2 separate regions of the Mus musculus genome follow, and region 1 is linked to region 2. The links are chromatin contacts, called in public promoter capture Hi-C maps. All regions are on one chromosome and are shown on one strand. The core of a region is the stretch at or near the end of the contact, and the rest is flanking DNA. Distances in the headings are between cores, read along the strand shown.

Region 1 (2,939 bases), core at 396-2,895, 2.1 Mb before region 2:
TTTCCCTGTTAACTCGAAGGTTCTTTCTGGCTCCACATTCTTTTATCTTGGCTAACCAATTAAAAGAGAGGAAAAATATTTAACAAGTGGAAGATGCTTTCTTGTTTTGCTTTGACTCCCCTGCAGGGCACATTAGAGCACTTCTATTATCCTCTCTGCACCTCCTCACTCCAGTACACTACTGACTAAGCCACTAGGAGATAGGACAGACAGTTCCTGTAAAGAAGGAATCACATTCAGTAACATACAGTAACACAGATACAATGGTATGATGTGTGACACACAGAGGAAGTAATTTGGCTCTAATTGTCCTGGGAACAGTTTTTTTTTTTTTTTTTTTTTTTTTTTTTTTTTTTTTTAGAATTACAGAAAAGACTCCTAAGATAAAATTTTGAAATGTGAATAGTTCCTCAGGGTCAAAGGAAGCGCAGCGTGGTTTTTTTTTGTTGTTGTTGTTTTTGGGTTTTTTTGTTTTTTTTTTTTGTACCCAACCCCAACCCCACAATTTAGTGAAGCTGCCTTTCTGGGTGTGTGTGTGTGTGCAAGGCTCACTGACTCCACAAATGGTACTTTGGGTATCGGGAAAAGAGGGGAACTGGAAATAAAAACCAAGGAAGTAGGTCAGCACCTCCTACGCCACGTTAAATGCCACTTTGATGCAAACGCATGGAAAGTCTCGGAAGACTTAACCAGTAAGAAATCGCCAACCTCTGTTAACGGGAGCCCTTTTGACTCCCTGTCTAGACTCAAGAAAGAAGGCGAAGTCCGGCTTAGTGGCGCATGTCTTTTAGCCCCAGATTTGGGAGGTAGAGGCAGGCGGAGCTCTGTGAGCTTGAGGTTAGCATGGTCTCCACAATGAATTCCAGAGTTCATTGGGGGGCGCGGGGGGCGTCGAAGACCTGCGGCAGGCCAAACACAACCCAAAGGCTACCACCCACCCACCCACCCTTGGTCAGACGCTACGGGTGACAATGGCTCGCCTAGTCCCCCTCCCCCTCCAACCCGGTGCCACGGAGCTCGGGCCACCGCCCCGCTCCCCACCCCCGGGACTCGCCGCCGCTCACCTCCGCAAGTTCTCGATCTCGGCGGGGATGCTCTGCAGCTGGTTGCCGCCCAGGCTGAGGGTCTGAAGGGCGCGCAGCTCCAGCAGCGAGGCGGGCAGCTCCTGGAAGCAGTTGCCGCTGAGGTTGAGCACTTGGAGGCTGCGGCAGAGCGGCGACTGGGCCAGGCCCTTGGGCAGCGAGCCCGGGCCGCCGAGCCGGTTGTTCCTGGCCAGCAGCGTGCGCAGGCCGCTCAGCGTCAGCAGCTCGGGCCCCAGCGCCGTGAGCGAGTTGCCGCTCACGTCCAGGAGCTGGAGGTGCGGGAAGCCGCCGCCCAACGCCCGCGGCAGCGACGTCAGGCGGTTGTAGGGCAGCAGCAGCCGCAGGAGAGCCTCGCGCGCGCCGCGCCGCTCCTCGGCGCGCGCCTCCAGCTCCGACTCCAACGCCTCGGCCGACACGCTGAGGCGGGACCAGTTGAGTTCGGCCTCCCCGAGCGCGGCCTCCTCCATCCCGCCGGATCCCGGGCCCGCGAGCCGAGGCGGCGCGCCCCGGAACCTAAAGCGAGCGCCGCGTCGGAAGTGGCGCGGCGCGGCCCGGTACGGCCCGGGCGCTCACCCCCGCGCGCCCTCCGAGTCACGCGATGGTCGGCGCCGGGTGCGCGCGCCGCTCCGGGGGCCGGGCTCCGCCTCACGTGGCGCACGGCGCGGCGTCCGCTGCGCAGGAGCCGAGGCCTGGCGCTCCCGGGAACCGTGTGAGGGAGCTGTGCTCGCCCGGGCGTCGCGGGGCTCGGTGGGCGAGCCGGAGGCCTGAGGCTCCCCGGAGCGGGCAGCTCGCCCTTTATAGTGTGGCACCCGGTGGTGGCCTTGGCCGCCAGAGTAAACAGCTCCGGGGCTGTTGATCCCGCCCGGGGGCCTGCGCGTCACGGGGCGCCGCCTCCTTTGTTCTCACTTGAGGCCGGGGCCCCCCCATTTTTGCGGGATCCAGAGAGAGTAGCCATGACGGGGACGTAGCCTGAGAATTTAATGTCTTCAGGAGAACGTGCTTGGTGGCCCCACGCCTCTCGTCCCCGCTCTGAAATGCAGAGGCAGCCGTACTGAGTCTGAGGCCCGCCTGACCTACATAGCCCAGGCTAGCCAGGGCTACACGGTGAAGAACAAAGGCCTCTTCGAAGCTAAAGCCAAAGTCGGAGATGGCTGTCGCCCCAGCTGGAAAGCATGCTTGAAGACCTTCCCTTCCCTGATTGCCTGTTGTTTCTTAAAGCATTGTCTAACGCGAGCGAGCCAAGACAGCCACAGCTATACAGTGAAACCTTGTTTGGAAAAAAAACAAACCCCAAAACAACAACAAAAAGCACCATTGTAAAAGTATTGTGTGTCCAATAAGAACTTTGTCCACGTCAATCACAGAATCACTCCTGTGGGCTTTGGTCCCTTGGGCATGGGAATGCGCTTGGGAGTTGGATATAGGAGCCCCCTTTATTAGATCTAGCTTACACTGAGCTCAGATGGAGAAAGCGTTCAAAGCACTCTGCAAGTGAGAACTAGATAGAATTTAACTGGGAAAGTCTTGACTCTAGCTCTAATTCACTAATTCCAGTAGATTTATTTTCATCCTGATCCCATTTCAATGTCAATCTTTTCTGAGATTTCGTTTTGTAATTTTAAAGTCATTAGTGGAAATAAGAGAAAAGCTTAGTTTCTTACCGAGCTTAAATACAAGAAAGTTAAAAGGTTATGTGATAACCAGTGGGATTAAATTGCTTTTTTTCCTAAAAATCATAACCTCATCTACTCAGTTGTGCAGATGAGAGACTTCATGCTACTTCACAGCTAAGCTTTATGATTGAGTTGTCATGTTTGTTAGTTTAAACAATCTATGAGTGGAATTTAAAAAATATGT
Region 2 (2,813 bases), core at 126-2,625:
ATCCTGGAGTCCTCAGAGGAACTTCTTACTCCACAGTGGTACTTGTCCCGATAGATCAGAAAACTGATCCGCACGACGTTAAGAAGCCACATGCTCTAAAAAGTCACTTTCTCCCAGGCCTAACACGCCGCGGGCGAGACTTGGGATGGAGCCGCGCCCATCCGCACCGCTCGGAGGCACTTCGGCGTCCCTGGCTCGCACCTACCTTCCTCCCCCACAGTTCTCTCGCCCAGGGTCGGGGGCGCGATGCCCTCGCAGCCTGCTGCCATGGTTATCGCGCCGAGGATGGAGAGAGCGCCAGGTGAGAGGGCTCACCGGGATCTGCGGCTTCCACACAGGAAGGATCCTCCGCCTCTGCCGGAACCGGCGCCGCCGCGGTCACGTGACGGCGCTGGGCGTGGCCACGCCGGTTTGTTTTGCTCTTTGGAAGCTGAAAGGCGGCGAGCACGTGGGCTGGGCTGTGGCTCCTTTCTTCCACCCTTAGCGTCTGCTGTTTCTCTTCCTTCTCTAGTCGGATCCTCCATCTTCGCCTTGGCTTTCTCTCAGTCGGACTCGCGATTTAGGAGACCCCGGGGCTGGCGTGCCTACTCTTCCACCTTGTTGGTTCCCTTGGCATCAGTGCCATTCCAGCTGGTTTTCGTGACTGCCTGGGAATACGAACCCCTTGAAGGCGTTCCCTGTGACTCATTTGCTGAGCCAGATATGTCAGCAAATGACTAGTTTTCAAGGACACAGGCAGCTGTCAGAGTTCTGGATTTGTGCATTTGAACAAATGAATGTCTATGTCTATGTGGTCAAGAGATGCACAATCTCCAGCTTTTGCCGTTTATTTAGTCTGGCTAACATACCAAGAGAGAGATCTAGGTCACTGTCTTCCAACTTTAACACAATCCATATTATTTACCCGTTTGCATGACAAACAAAATGGGTAGAAAAAACTCTTTATATGTATGAAGGAAAATTGGCTAGTTTATAATCTCACTGGATGCGTAAGACACATACAAAACCAAATGGTCTTCATGAAACAATACCCTGAGACCTTCCTAAACTTCAGTATCCTGCCGTCTATAATTTCTGCAGTTAGAAACCCAATAAAAACAAAAGTAAGCCTAATATAGACCCAAGCATTGGGATAAGTGACCCGAGGTCAGCGAGTTGTTTATTAGGCACGTGATGTAAACTTGGGCACTTCCTCCAAGCAACCCGCGAGTGACTGACTCAGCCTACTTCGCTCCAGTCTCCCAGCCGGCCGCGATCTTCTACCCTTTCCACTCGTAGGGTCCCGGGCTTCTCCCCGGGGCATTCCTGGGTTCCCAGCGAGCAGGGTGGACCCCGCCTCGCCTCCTCCCCTCGGGCTCGGGCGGCGCAGGCGCAGCAGACGCGCCCGGGAGGCCGAGGACTAGAGCAGCTCCGGCTCCGGCTCCCGCTCCACCCGCCCAGTCAGCTCCCGGCTGGTCTGCGGCCACCGGGACGCGTCGGGCAGGGCCGGCGGGCGGCGTCGCCATGGGCTCGGGTTGGAGCAGCGAGGAGGAGGAGCGGCAGCCGCTGCTGGGGCCGGGGCTCGGGCCTGCGCCGGGGGCTGCGCGCAGGGGCCGGGAGGCGACGGCCGTGCTGCCTGCGGCGGGCCCGAACCCCGGGAGGGTGTACGGGCGCCGCTGGCTGGTGCTGCTGCTCTTCTCGCTCCTCGCGTTCGCCCAGGGCCTGGTCTGGAACACCTGGGGCCCCATCCAGAACTCGGCGCGCCAGGCCTATGGCTTCTCCGGATGGGACATCGCGCTCCTGGTCCTCTGGGGGCCCATAGGCTTCCTGCCCTGCTTCGCGTTCATGTGGCTGCTGGACAAGAGAGGTAAGGGGTCCGGGACGCCTGCGGGCGTGTCCCTTCTCTGGGAGTTGGCGCCTGCCAGGATCCGGGCCTGCCTGTGTCTCCCTGGGCTTGGTCTAGGGGTTGTGTGAGGTGACCCAGTGTAGCTGGCATCCCATTCCTTACTCGGGAACCCTCTGTCCCCAAAGCGACAAATACGGAGGATGCTTTCCAAGTATTGATGTTTTGTGTTACGCCCTTTATGCCACAATCATCAGATGTAGAAGGCTTTGTATACTGTGGACATCAGAGCCATCCAGTGCACTTGCTATGAATGTCTTTGACACCTGACAAAAGTGACTCATGCTTAAATTTCAAAGAGATTTGGGGTGCTGAGAGCGAAAGATCAGAAGAGACTGGTGATGACCAGATGTAAGAGGGTAATGAGCTGGCGTGGTGACTCCAGCCCTGGATGACTGTTGGGAAACTCGGGTCTGACGCTTGGGTTTCTGGAAGGTAGAACCCCAGGTAAACCGAGAGCTTCCGCCTGGGTGACTTCTCAGTTGCGATTTATTACTCTCAGATAAAGATCGCAGATGCAGGAAGGCTCTCTTTCAGTTAGGGACTCCAGGCTTCTCACTTTGCCAATTGCCAGTGTGATTCTGTGAGATGAGGAAAAGGCCAGAGTGGAAAGAGTCAAGATGTTGAATTATCCCTCCAGAGGATAAATAAAACCCCCAGGAGGCTGCTGTGCACGATTTAGACTTCTTAGGTTATGAGGTCGGATACTGGTCGGAAACTGCTTTGTTTCTGTTCAGTCTTTTACGAGTTTTGATACAATAGATTCTTTGGGTAGTTTTGGGACATTGCCTTAGTCTACTGGCCCATTGACAAACAGCCATAAGCTTATAAAATGAAGGACATTTATTTATAACCCCTCTGGAAACCGGGAAGTCCAAGATGAAGGGCCAAGCAGAATGCTTATCTGGTGAGCATCGTTCATACAATGCTC

The links. Promoter capture Hi-C pulls out the DNA fragments that hold promoters and counts their contacts.
Region 1: a promoter capture Hi-C map of liver shows a contact between it and region 2, with 2.9 times the contacts expected there. The contact joins the promoter of Lrrc58 here to the promoter of Slc49a4 in region 2. A contact is called at or near these places in 2 of 39 promoter capture datasets (liver and pre-B cells).

What each region holds. Positions count from the first base shown.
Region 1 is chr16:37,867,106-37,870,044 of GRCm38.p6, reverse strand. Lrrc58 (leucine rich repeat containing 58) reads right to left here and starts at 1,645. Exons shown (of 4, transcript NM_177093.3): 1 at 1,065-1,645. The coding sequence starts at 1,549.
Region 2 is chr16:35,767,932-35,770,744 of GRCm38.p6, reverse strand. Slc49a4 (solute carrier family 49 member 4) reads left to right here and starts at 1,375. Exons shown (of 9, transcript NM_153550.4): 1 at 1,375-1,846. The coding sequence starts at 1,504. It overlaps Hspbap1 (Hspb associated protein 1), which reads right to left and starts at 359. Exons shown (of 8, transcript NM_175111.3): 1 at 206-359. The coding sequence starts at 269.